Linked DNA regions of Mus musculus: regions 1, 2 and 4 are each linked to region 3. Evidence: chromatin contacts called from public ChIA-PET and HiChIP or PLAC-seq data. All regions are on one chromosome and are shown on one strand. The core of a region is the stretch at or near the end of the contact, and the rest is flanking DNA. Distances in the headings are between cores, read along the strand shown.

Evidence for each region. ChIA-PET counts read pairs in DNA pulled down with a chosen protein or histone mark. HiChIP or PLAC-seq counts read pairs in DNA pulled down with a chosen protein or histone mark.
Region 1: a BATF HiChIP or PLAC-seq map of CD8 T cells shows a contact between it and region 3, with 6 read pairs. The contact joins two enhancer-like sites. A contact is called at or near these places in 2 of 39 promoter capture datasets (the 3T3-L1 cell line and hippocampal neurons) and 3 of 115 datasets of contacts at active chromatin or transcription factors (CD8 T cells, Th17 cells and memory CD8 T cells).
Region 2: an RNA polymerase II ChIA-PET map of memory CD8 T cells shows a contact between it and region 3, with 33 read pairs. The contact joins two enhancer-like sites. A contact is called at or near these places in 2 of 15 datasets of contacts at CTCF or cohesin (CD8 T cells and large pre-B cells), 33 of 484 Hi-C or Micro-C datasets (the AML12 cell line, B cells, the Ba/F3 cell line and 20 more) and 4 of 115 datasets of contacts at active chromatin or transcription factors (CD8 T cells, Th17 cells, embryonic stem cells and 1 more).
Region 4: a contact with region 3 is called in a BATF HiChIP or PLAC-seq map of CD8 T cells, with 7 read pairs. The contact joins two enhancer-like sites. A contact is called at or near these places in 1 of 15 datasets of contacts at CTCF or cohesin (CD8 T cells), 4 of 484 Hi-C or Micro-C datasets (the MNK3 cell line, bone marrow-derived macrophages and common lymphoid progenitors) and 3 of 115 datasets of contacts at active chromatin or transcription factors (CD8 T cells, Th17 cells and memory CD8 T cells).

What each region holds. Positions count from the first base shown.
Region 1 is chr1:161,773,905-161,777,270 of GRCm38.p6, forward strand. No RefSeq gene overlaps it. Among named protein-coding and RNA genes, the nearest start is that of Gm31869, 8.1 kb to the left of the region's middle. Within about 2 kb of position 1,462, at least 22 of the 459 cell types and tissues checked have an H3K27ac peak or open chromatin away from gene starts, as enhancers often do. A contact at or near this core is called in CD8 T cells and memory CD8 T cells, where this site is marked.
Region 2 is chr1:161,692,095-161,695,359 of GRCm38.p6, forward strand. No RefSeq gene overlaps it. Among named protein-coding and RNA genes, the nearest start is that of Gm31869, 74 kb to the right of the region's middle. Within about 2 kb of position 1,772, at least 10 of the 459 cell types and tissues checked have an H3K27ac peak or open chromatin away from gene starts, as enhancers often do. A contact at or near this core is called in CD8 T cells and memory CD8 T cells, where this site is marked.
Region 3 is chr1:161,308,136-161,311,247 of GRCm38.p6, forward strand. No RefSeq gene overlaps it. Among named protein-coding and RNA genes, the nearest start is that of Prdx6, 58 kb to the left of the region's middle. Within about 2 kb of position 1,351, at least 27 of the 459 cell types and tissues checked have an H3K27ac peak or open chromatin away from gene starts, as enhancers often do. A contact at or near this core is called in CD8 T cells and memory CD8 T cells, where this site is marked.
Region 4 is chr1:161,711,468-161,714,808 of GRCm38.p6, forward strand. No RefSeq gene overlaps it. Among named protein-coding and RNA genes, the nearest start is that of Gm31869, 54 kb to the right of the region's middle. Within about 2 kb of position 1,679, at least 59 of the 459 cell types and tissues checked have an H3K27ac peak or open chromatin away from gene starts, as enhancers often do. A contact at or near this core is called in CD8 T cells and memory CD8 T cells, where this site is marked.

The sequences.
Region 1 (3,366 bases), core at 212-2,711, 470 kb after region 3:
GTCTCTTGTTAGTTTATTTCTATTTTAATTCTCAAAATAGAGCTTATTGTTGCCTAACCATTTCTGGGATTACGTGTTTATTTTCTTGTTTAGTTTTTTTTTTAAAACACAGCTTTGGAACCCCATTTAAGGATAAGTTTCATAAGAACGAATGAGACTTTGTGGGTGTACTTAGTGGTAAGAATACTTGCCTAGCAAATGCACTGGGCTGGGTTTGCTCCCCAGGACCCAAGATACAAATTAATAAAAGAATAATCATTATTATGTTCGCCATTCCACCCTCCAAACAATGCTTGACTCCTAGCATGTACTTAACAAATAGTCGTTAAATAACTGAATACTGATAATTATAATGAGGACAGAAGGCAAACTGATATGTGGCTAACAGTCTTCAGATCTGACAAGCCTAGTCTTGAGTTCTAACTGATACTCCATGGCCATTGAGAAGTTATCACTTCTCTGCTTTCTCACAAGCTGGAGTCAGTAATGTTTGGCTAAGGGGGTTGTTATGGGTATGACCTGACCTAAATATAGGCACTTTCTATAACTCTTGCTTAAAGGGAAGCAATGCAATCTTGCTATGTACATACATCATGATTTGAGGGCCATAATAAGCCTTGTGGTAAATGTTATATCACTCTTCAATTAAAAGTTGATCTACTTAACCACTCAGTGAACCATAAACACAAATTTGGCTTTAAGGCAGAAAAAGCATTCCTAATCAAGCATGGATCTATTGTGTGCTCACCTCGACTCCTGGTTACATTCTCTGCTAGAAACAGAAGCAATCTTCATATTCATTGGACAGGTTGGAAAAGCTGGCTGGCCAGCCTAGTCAGCAACAAGGCCCAAGAGCACAACTCTAAAGGGAGCTTCAGCAGAATCAAGCCTTGCTGGTTTCTTCTTTTCATCACCCTATCCAGACCTCTGCAGAAGTCTTCTGAATTTCGTAGAAACCAGAATAAGGCCACCTAAACGACGCAAAAAGGATGCTGAGGTTGAGATAATTCTTCCATTCCAGCTCACACTTCAGAGTTCTGTTTAACACCTCTGTCTCTTTCTCACCATCTAAAGAGTGTTGTCTCTTCTCAATGAATCTAAGGTCACTTCAGTCTAGACTTTAATCTCTTTGGGGAAGATCTAGCATATTATCCATTTACTTGAGGCTAGAGATAGTCTCTTTATAGCTCCATGAACCTCCTTCCAAAAAAAAAAAATGTATGCATTTTCTTCTACAGATTGGAAGTGGAGCAAGAACAGAGTTGGGTTGGAGCAGGATGGAGGATAAGCTCTAGAACAAACAAACCCAAAAGATCTATCCATGCCATTAAAAGCCTTGGAAACTCCAACAAGTAGCTGTTGTCTCATTGGCTAGGGTTCTTGTCTTGCATGCCTTACGTATTTGAACACTTTAAAACTTGATACCATCGTCGTGTCTCTTACCAAAACTTCACATAGTCTTTGAAGTGGTTCGTTCACCCACAGAAAGTGGGGCTGCAACATGAGAACGAAGAGGTTCTAGTCCCTCTATGACAGGCTGCTACTGGAAAGAGGGGGATCCCCTTGGCAGCTCACATCTCCTGAAGTGATCCCAAGTTTAATGAAGGAGGCAGCTATCAAGGGTAGCACTAAGCTTAAATGTCCCGTTATTGAAATTAAATATTTAAATGTCATCTCTTAAAATTGTATTTCAGAATGAAAAGACACAGTCATCAAGATGGCTAATCATATCTGCAGGAAAAGGAATACAGCTTTAGGTTGTCATGGTAAGCAAAATAAACCAGACTCAGAAAGTCAAATAGACAACTATAATGTTTTATTTCAGATTGAGGACAAAGACTTAAATATATGTACACACTTATGAATAGAAAACAGAAGGAGCTAAGGGGACCGGCAGGAAAGGAGAGAGAGGAACATAAGATGGTAACTGGAAATTAATATAAGTGAAGTACATGATATGAATCTATGAATATGTTATGAGTACCATTATTTATATGCTAATTAAAATGTGGCTAATCATAGTAGACTTTGTATATAATGAACACATAAGATATCCAATATCTCAATTATGAGTAAAGAATCTGAATAAGCCAGTTGCTCTTATATGTATAATGACATACTTAAAGTAAAAACAAATAATAAAATGATTTTAAAGACTATGGTTAATATGAAATAGTATTCTTTTACTTTCACACTTCAGAAGATTATTTTTCTGTCTGTTTCTTATAACAGGTAGTTTGTATAGTTGATGAGATTTTCTTATATGGGTCTTATGAAAATATTAATGAGCAAGAAATCTTAGTTGTCTCTGTACACGTGTGTATAAGCACATGCTCTGTGTGTGTGTTTGTGTGTGCACGTGCACGTATGATGTGTATATAGGCACATATGTCACAACACATGTGTGGAGGTCAGAAGACAACTTAATAGAGTCAGTTTCCTCTTCCCACGTTTATGTGCTTTCTGGAGAATTGACCTGAGGTCACTAGGTTTGCAAGTGCCTTTGCCTGCCAAACCATCTCACCTGTTGAGGAATTTATCTAAGCGTGGTGATCAGGAAACTTACTGAGAAATACAACAGCGCCACAGCTCCTCCTCCAGCAGCCTTTCCAAGGCCTGAAGGATTCCTTTTCATGTCAGCAACAGCATTTCTATAGAGGACCAAGAAAAGGAATTTCACAACGTCCGTGGGACTTACTTAAAGTCACATAGAGTTAAGCAAGTGGCCGTGGCTGAACTCACCCAGGCCTTCTCAGCCCGAATTCAATCCCTTTCCTTTTTTCCTCAGGACAACTGAGTTGCGAGAGACAGCAGAGTGTTGGCTCTGGGAGTCCAGATAGAAGCGGAGAGTCCATAGTTCTCGGGAAGAATCTAGAGAAAATCCATGGCCACCTCTGGGACCCTGGGATCTCTATGTATAGGATGACCCTAACTCTGTTCTCTATTGCTACATCACAATACCACAGCTTAAATAGTTTACAAGGTGACAAATGAAGGACATGTAAGGGCTAGGAAGTCTATGGGCGTCATGTGGGTTTAACTGTGGGCAGGACAGAGTGACAGCATTTGATGATTGTCTTTGAACTGGTCCATAACTTAGCAGAAAGCGAGAGGACCAGAACATGTGTTTAAAAAAAGCAAAGCCAAAAAACATAGTGGGCAGATTACTAGCCTAGTTATTAATAAAATAAGATCAATACACTCAAGAGGGCTCTGCTTTATGACCTAGTCACCTCTTAATAGGTCCCACATCCCCAAACTATCACTTCAAGGATTAAGTTTACAATATATGAATCTATATTATGCTAGACTAAAACCTAATGACTTTCCATCTTAAGGATCGGAACTGGCAGCTTCTCTGCTTGA
Region 2 (3,265 bases), core at 522-3,021, 380 kb after region 3:
AGAGGTTGAAAACAACCAAGACATCCCCATCCCTGTGGTACATGGAGCTGTAAGCAGCACTAGAGATGGGTGACACACCCACCAAGCAAAAAAAAGGTAGAGATGGCACCTGTCTGGGCCTGTCTGAATCTGCGTATCATTAGGAACACAGAGGTCTCCACATTGAATGAATCCAGCTCTGCCATCTAAGGGCTCACCAGGTACCCATCCCGCTTCCTGAAGAGAGTGGGAAATTTTTTGCAAGTACACAGGAAACATCCCTTGAAAACCCCCAGAAGAATTAGGTGATGACGGTGGTGAAGGCAACTCGTCAAGATCTGGGCTCAGACTGACAACCCTACAGCTGTCACCATAAGCTATTTCAGAACACCCGAGTGTGCTGCCCTTAATTATAAAATCATTAGTGTGATGGACGCACATATTTGTTCAATCAATGACATTCATGCAGCAAGCATCTATTCTGTGCCAGATCATTTATTGGCATTTGGGATGCAACAATTAATTTTTTTAAAGTCTTTGCCTTTATGGACTTAAGGGACAAGGGGAAGAAACAAAACAAATAGTTACCTAAGCAGTAAATCTATACAAAAGATAAACTCTGTGGAGGGAAGAGCCTGGGTTGCTGGGAGTGTGGAGGATGCTGTGTTCAATTTTAGATACTGCCATTGTCATGAGCTTCACCGAGAAGAAACAGTTGAGCAAGGCTTGAAGAACTGGAGGAGAACAGGACACCAGGTGACATGACCCTACAAGGCACCAGGCATGACTGAGTCTGATAGCAACTCAGATCTGTTCTCAGATACTAGGATGGTAAATGCAATGGGTCACAGTGTAGACTCGGGCATGGACTCGGTTGACCTACACTGGCTTTTGACCATGCCTTGCTGAGCAGACCTGTCCCAGATAGTATGCAAATGAGCCACGATGCCCCTGTGAGCATAATACAAAGAGACAACACAGAACCTCGCTCTAGATTTTTTTTCAAATCATGAATTAAGTCTTTATCCTAAACAGCCTTTCCCAGAATGTGTTCTTAAGCATGCTAGACCCAAGGCATGCCACACAAAAAAAAGGAAGCTGGTGTTTGCCATTGTGTGTGAGAGGACTTAGTCCGCAGTATCCCACACATAGTGCTGGCATGTGCAATACTCAAGAGTGCATAGGTGTTTTAAGTGACTAGCAGAAGAAAAATTTTAAAAAACCAAACAGCAACCATGTTTGTACCAGCTAACTGTCACTTCACAGTCACAGGCCACGAGACCATTTACTACCTGACATCACGGGCTGTGGGAAACCTGAGTCTGTGATGAGACATGCCTCCACTCTTGGAAACGAAATGAAAGATCCCTCCCAATTCTAACCAAAACACCGAGCTAACATAGAAGATCAAATAAAATGCAGATGGAAAATGGTCTCACGCATGAAAGTGCTGGGAGAAAGATAAGGAGACCCTGGGACCCATAAAAACAAAACTGAGACAGTTTACCCTGGGCCTTAATGTCACGGGATAACAGGCAGAAACTGAAACCAACGCGTCTTTATGTCGATGCACTCTTCTGGGGCCCAAAGGTCCTGTAAGAGTCTCAAACATTTCAAATAAAAGGTCTTTCACCATGAAGCTGGGACAAAAACAATTCAGCCTGGCTGTTTGAAGCATCAGGCAGGTCTCAAGTCACAAAACAAATACTGAAAAGAAAGAGATCAGAGGAAACCCACCACCCCACTACCCCCCATCCTGGAGTTGGTGAAGTCTCTACTTTCTGCTTGACTGACAGCAAAGATGTAGCCAACTTCAATACATTGAAAAATGGGGGAACTGACACCAGATGACGTTTTCCACTCAAGGAATGAGTAATAATGTCAAAGGGGGCACGGTCTGCTACCCCTGCAGTCTTTTGACACTTCCCCCATCGAAACAGTGATCCAGCAACAAGTAACAAATGCCACCCAAAACCAAATCTGTTACAGTCCGGTCCCCACTCAACTGAAACATGGGAGGGAGAAGGCCAGCAGAGAACACAAAAGTCACACCTCGTCTGCACCTTAGGTACTCCACGTAGGCACCACATTGAGTACCCCTGGGGGCCAACCTCTAAGCTAAGTTTCTCTGCAAATACCTAACCTCTTTTAACTGAACACCCATGGTAGCCATAACCACTTCAGTTAACAGGAAAGCACTGGAAACCAAAGGGAATGATGTAAAGGAGATGAACACTACAGACATATGAACACAGACGGACGAACGGACGGACGGATGCTGCTCTCTCCAATGAAGTAGTAAATAGGGGCAAGTACAGAGCAGATATGTCACTCAAGGAAGCATGTCTTACCTGAGAAGAGCCCAACAAGGAATGGTCATGACGGCTGTCACTGTAGTTTTTCCATTTCTGCTCTTGGTTAATCTTGTCACGTGTGTTCTTAGTGTGGACGCCTCATCCAAACACAGGGCCCTGTGGGCTGTGGAGCAGAAACCGCTATTTACAATTTTGCCAGATCAGAGATGTTTTAACCCAGACTGTATGGTAATCTGGGATAATGGGGCATCCTCATTGGATACCTTCCTTCCTTTATCACCACAACCTCTTCCCAGCCCCCAAATTCCTTCACTGTATAAAGAAAGAGACACAAATTTCAGGAGGGGAAAGAGATTCTATTTTCATATTTTATTACCAGGAGTCCATATGTGTTCATTGAAAATCTAAGTGGCGCTAGTAACGTTCCTCCTTCCTGGAATGGGTAAGAGAGGTAGTAAGTCACTTAAAAACTTAAGTTTTTCATAATATTTGGGGAAAATGTGGGAAGCAATAGAACCCAAGAATGGATTTTAAAAAGTTTTTTTTTTCTTAAAGGTGGAGGTGGTGGTGCTTTTAACCCCAGCACTCAGGAGACAGAGGCAGGCAGATCTCTGTGAATTTGAGACAAACCTGGTCTACAGAGAAAGTTTCATGACTGTAAGACTGTCAGGGATACACAGAGAAATCCTGTCTGGAAAAACAAACAAACAAAAAATGAAAAAACCCAAACAAACCAGGAGGAGGAGGAAGAGGAGGAAGGAGGAGAAAGGAGGAGGAAGGAGGAGGAAGAGGGGGAAGGAGAAGAAAGGAGGAAGAGGAGGAAGGAGGAGAAAGGAGGAGGAAGAGGGGGAAGGAGAAGAAAGGAGGAAGAGGAGGAAGGAGGAGAAAGGAGGAGGAAGAGAAGGAGGAAGGAGGAGAAAGGAGGAGGAGGAAGTAGGAGAAAGGAGGAGGAAGAGGAGGGAGGAGAAAGG
Region 3 (3,112 bases), core at 101-2,600:
TTGGGTGGGTAGGGAGGGAGTTTGGGAGGAGTTGTGAGACATAATATAATCAAAACATACTGTATGAAAAATTTAAAAAATTAAAACTTAAAAAGATTTTCTGGATACAGTAATCTTGTTTGTAGTTATTTACTTTCTAGGTTTGAAATACATTATTCCTCTCTTTTCTTGTCTTCTAAGTCTGATGATTTGTTTGTTGTTGTAGGTGAATTGGTATTTTTTCCCCTTTACAGCTTTTTTTTTAAAAAGAGATTTATTTATTTATTTTCTGTATGTGAGTGCACTGTAGCTCTACGGATGGTTGTGAGCCTTCATGTGGTTGTTGGGAATTGAATTTCTAGGACCTCTGCTTGCTCAGGTCAACCCTGCTCGCTCCAGTCAGCCCCCGCTCCAGCCCAAAGATTTATTTATTATTATACATAAGTACACTGTAGCTGTCATCTGACATACCAGAAGAGGGCATCAGATCTCATTATGGGATTTGAACTCAGGACCTTTGGAAGAGCAGTCAATGCTCTTACTGAGCCATCTCGATAGCCTCCCTTTACAGCTTTTAATATTGCTCCTGTGCTTCTTGTTCTGACATCTTAACTATAACACATCATGGAGATGTTCTTCTCCAGTGATGTGTATTGCAGAGTTCTAAATACCCCTTGTGTTTTGAAATCCATTTTTCTCTTAAATTGAAAAAAAAATCTGTTTTATTGAATAGTTTAGTTATACCTTTAGTTTTTATACATTTCCTACTAACTGAGAATTTTTATAGTTGATCTCTTGATTGTATTTTGAACATTTTCATCATGTTTGTATACATGTATATGTATGTCTAGGAAATACTACATTCAAACATGAGTAAAGAAATGTGTGTGTGCGTGCATGTGTTTGTGTGTATTTCTGCATCTGTGTCTATGTGTGTGCCTGTCTGTGTGTATGTGTGCCTGAGTGTATGCATGTGTATGTGTGTACATGTGTACATTTGTGTCTGTATGTGTGCATGTGTGTATATGTATGTGTCTGGGTATATATGTGTGTCTGTGTCTATGTGTGTGCATCTGTGTGAGTGTCTGTCTGCATCTGTGTGTGTGTGTGTGTGTGTGTGTATTCTCTTCAGACAGTGTCTTGCTTTGTAGCCCAGGATGGTCTGAAACTCAAGTTTTGGCCTTTCCTCCACTGTTCTGGAATTACTACGTGGATTTATACTACACCCAGATAAGAAAGTTGTTTTTAAGGAAGTGAATGTTTTTGACATTCAAAACTGCTGTTTGGGGTTTTGATGTGGTTTGCAGTGGTGCCCTGGTATGATTTGCTGCTTTACTGTTGTGGTGTCTAAGACACAGAAAGTCAGAGTCAGTGCATGAAATGAATCGGACTTTTACTCAGTCTCCTGGCTGGGATGATTTCCTTTCTAAGGTCTGTTTTATATAAGCTACTCACCTTTTCACTTCCCTCTCGATGTTATCTGATACTGGTGTTCAGTTTTGTTATTGATTGACCACAAAAACCTGGTTCTTTCTTGTAATCATATTGAATCAGAAAGTCAAATACTGAAGTACTTCTGGAGAGATAATTCAGCGGTTAAGAACTCATGCCGCTCTTACAGAAGACCCGAGTTTGGTTCTTAGTACCATGCTCCATGGCTCATGACTGTAGCTCTGGCTTTAGGGAATTCAACAGCTTGCTATTCCTAGGGCACTCAAATTCATGTGCATATACTCATATGCACACAGATACATAGTTAGAAATAAAATAGTTCTTTAAAAAAAAAGTAAAAATTTAGGAATACTTAAACCTACAATCAGCAGTTATCACTGGGCAATAAAGAATGCCAAAATTAAAGCATGCTATGTTCTGCACATTAATTGCTCTAAGTATGGAAATAATAAATGAGATAAAGAAGGTAAGGAAAGAGGAAAAATGGAAGAAAAACGGGTTTAATGAACAAAAAGAAAAGGAACAACAACAACAACAACAACAACAACAACAACAAAACCCCAACATGGTGGGGAATAGAAAAGATCAAGAGGTCAGAAAAAAATTAAAAAAAGAAAACACAGAATCCCCCCAGTGCCAAGAAAAGACTGGGATCAAAATTAGACAAATGCCAGATAAGAAGTAAAATATAAATCATGAGTTGTAAGATCAAGATACAATTATAGTTAAGTATAGAGAGTATAAAGGAGAAAGGCAGTCTTAAAAGAAGAGAATAAGAGGTTGCACTCTAAATGAAGAATATTGTGGGGATAAAATTAAGTGACTATGCTATGTGTATGAAGGGGAATAAGAAATAAAATATAAACGTTTTTAAATACAATAAAGTAAAAATTCTACCAAACTTTTAGGGAAAGTTAAAAAAAAAAAGGATCATGAAGTGGAAAAACAAACACACACGAAGAAAAAAACGAAGAATGGGAAATAAAAAGATGGCGTGTTGTTTCAGGTCCTTGAAATCTGGAGTCTGGCTGTTACAGTCTCGGATGGGAGTGTAGTGGGTGGGCTGAGTGCATCCACACTTGTTTTCCCTGTAGTTTCTGCTGGAGTCGTCCCTTCTTTGGGTAAGTATCCACAATGGCCTCCCCAGCTGCCTTCACTTTAGTGGCTTTCCTGATTTGTGTACTTAGGGCCTGTGATGGCTACATTCAGTTCTTTACTTTGTGTGTCGGGCAGGTTCTCTTCCTTCTTATACTCCCCAGAGAAGAATTAATGAAAAATGTGTGAGACTATAGTTAAGTTAGTACGAAGATTAGAGTTTAAAAAACTCACACAATAGTATATTAAAACTTTGTTATTAGTGTCAATTATTAATTAAAATTTAATACTGACATTTAGGGATATGAAATGAAAATTTTTTTTATGTATATGAGTCTTTTTGCCTGTATATACACTCACAGAGGTCAGAAGAGGGTATTGGATCCCCTGGAATCTAACTGGAGTTACAGACAGTTGTTAACCATTATATGGGTGTTGGGGACTGAACTCCAGTCTTCTAGGAGAGCAGCATGTGCCCTTAACTACTAAGCCAATTCTCTAGCCCTGTTTTCTTTTGTTTTAGAGATAGGATTTTTGATTTGTAGCCAAAGCTGGTCTGAATTTCACTCTGTAGCCCAGGCTGGCC
Region 4 (3,341 bases), core at 429-2,928, 400 kb after region 3:
AAACAAATATCTTTCTATGAACTTGGATACATATAAAAGAGTCTAATTGGAAATGCAAAAGGAACTTACAAGGCATTATGTAGAGATGGAGAAAATTGTCTTGAGTAATAAGTGTATCGGTTTAGGAAATTCAGACTATGCCATAATATTAGCTCAGAAACTCACAAAATAAAAACTCATTTCTCATTTACACAGATCTAAGGTAGGTTGATCTCTTATAGCTTACCTCTATACAGTGGCTCAGGGTTCAGGATGGCCTTAACTTGTGATGCTACCATGCTTTAATCTTGCACTTCAACTTCACGAAGAATATATAGAAGATCTCACAGGAGCTCTTCCTGTGCCAGGCCAGGTAAAAGTAAGGCATGAGCCCCCATGTGCTCTCTGTATCTCTCTGTCTCTCTCTCTCTCTCTCTGTGTATATATATATATATATATATATATATATATATATATATATATATATATATATATATACACACACATATATATTCAGTATCATCCCCAGATGCAAAGAAGGCTGGAGAACAAAACCTTCCTCAACCAGAAGGAAAGGAAAATGTCTTTACCAGAAATACTTCATCTTTCACAGCTATACTTTTATAAGAAAAAAGAAATAAAAGACAAGGTTTGAAAAGCATAGTGCAGCCACTTAGCTGGTAATGGGCACAGGTATAAACAGGAATAGGAAGTCCAGTCTTTGAGGGAGATAAGTTAGAATGCAACCAGATCGCAACCTTGCTAAGCTTTTGCCACAGGATGTGCTGTGCGTGGGAATCCCAAAACAGAAAGAAAGAAAGAAAGAAAGAAAGAAAGAAAGAAAGAAAGAAAGAAAGAAAGAAAGAAAGGAAGGAAGGAAGGAAGAAAGTAAGAAAGAAAGAAAGAAAGAAAGAAAGACAGAAAACAAGAGTTCATGACAACCACAGGCACTACTGTTGTAAGGGACAAATGAACCCTGCTGGGAAGATGTCCTGGCTGGATCTCCAGGCGTGCACACAAGTGGTGGTGTGAGGAAGTGATCTCCAGTGGTTTCTATATTTAGCACCGTCCTTCTCTGTGCCGGGTAAACCCTGGAATTCTTGGGGAATTTAAGTGGAGAGCTTCAAAAGAAACCATGCAGCTACTCCAGCAAAGGAGTTAAGGGAGAAAAACAATGTCCCATTTTTGAATAGCAAATGTGTTGAGCATTTCTTTCTGGTTTAAAGAGGGATATAGAAAAGATGTGTGTGGGAGAGAGAGAGAGAGAGAGAGAGAGAGAGAGAGAGAGAGAGAGAGAGAGAGAATTCTGATGTAGAAAAGTCAGTAGTATACTTTTACTAATTCTGTTTTTTGATTAAAATTTATGCTTAATCACTACCACCAAATCTTGCAGCAATACAAGACAGTTTAACTGGCCACAGCATGGCACACTGAATAATGAATAGTTCAGTGTGAGCTGAATTCATTTTAGAAATTCAGAGTCTTGAAAGCAGAGCAAGATTTTTGTTGTTGTTGTTGTTCAAAATATTAAGAAACAAGAGTGTCTAGAGGATACCCTTCCAGGATGTATTTAAAGTTCTCATGTGACTGTGGGTGTCTGATCAAAGTTCTTATGTAAACAGGATCTGTATGTGAGAACGCTCTCAGCGGTCGAATGTGGAACTTCGTTACGAATGGAGCAAAAGGTGGGCACGCAGCCAAGCAGTCACACGGGACTGAAACCGATGTTCTAAAGCCCGTTAGGCTCCTCACCACCTTCCCCTCTTGCTCAGCCCACTCAAACACAAAGCCAAAGGAGGTGCTTCTCACCTGTGAGCTGCCCCTACGCAAACCCCAAGTCCTATCTGATCTACTCTGAGAAGGCCTTTTACACAGAGAGTACACTGGCTCAAACACACCTCCCTCATGAGAAAAGATGGCTTCTCTGACCCAAAGCACGATCTTCCCTTGGGAATGCTAAGATTATTATTATTCATATTATTATTTTTAATAAAATCAAAGCATCAAGGACCTGTTAAGAAAGCCAACTACTACTTTATAGATCAAATCAAGTGACCCAAGGACTTTTTCATTATTACAGGGATCTACCTATGACTCTAACTCTCTAGCCAAAGAGAAATAGTAACCATGGTATCTTCGATTGACTCAGCAGCTGGACTGCATTGACATGCGCTCCAGAGGCCCCAAGACTAACTCTTTTCTAGCATCCCAGGGTCTCCTGCTCTGCTGACTGAATGAGGACCTGTTTAACTAGAAACTCTAGCCTTAGGGTTGTCACTCATCCCACACAGCTATTAAGAGAACCACCTAACTGCAAGGCCTGCTCCCACCACACAAGTAGCTCCCATGGCAGCTACAAGGCCCTCAACTATAATGACTACTGCTCTTCCATCCCTGGTGTTACAATTTTTTTTTTTTTGTTCCAGGTTTATTCCTAAAGAAGGATGTTTTTAGTTTTTGTCTTGGGGGAAAAACTCTTAAGTTCATTTGGAATTTCTCTTACTCAACTATTAAACGGAGAAGATAATCCAATTACATTTTTATTATTTACATGCAATTTCACCCTGGGAAAGTAAAAGGCAAACGATCTTAAAACCTTTCATGTGTCTTCTTTTGTTCTTCCAACTTCTTAAGCTATAGGAAATCTTATATTCCCTTCAAACTCAGTTATGACTCATTAGAATGATGTTATAATTGGATCAAACTAAAAGTGGCCCACCTGATAATTAGATTAACGGGCATCTAAGTTACCATAATTCTACTTCAGTGATGCTCCTTGCTAATACCCAACAATATGGCCCCTCTTATATTCCTTTGTCTGAACGCTGTTCAGGAATATTAATCCTACAACTTCTGTCTCCAATTAGCCTCAGCGACCCTAATGCAAACAGCTCTCCTAGCCCCTCCTAGTATACCAGATTTTTCTAAAATACTATGCAAATTAAACTCCCAGGCATCGTGCCTAGTCTTCCTTCACTCTGTGCTAGCCCTGGGCATGAAGAGTTGAAGAAGAAACTGCTACAGTCTCAAGTGGCTCTGCATTTGTCAAGCCAGCAAACCACTGAGCATCACGGTGTTGGAATGTTGTAGATTGCTGCACTGGGTGCTGACAGTTCTTAGAAAAGCATATTGGTTGGAAAAAACCAAGGAATTCCCCAGCTTGCACCAGGGACAGCACCTTGCAAAGCCTGCAGTGGATTCAGGGAGGCACGGGGACACTCTGAGCTGGAAGGAAAGGCAAAACTGTGTTTCGCTTGGTTATTTGGTTTTCCCTTCTGACAGGTTGCCAGAATCCCTACTTTCAAAGATAAACTGCTGTTCTAAGACAACCTGTGTAGCTCCTTGGACAGTAACAAATTAAC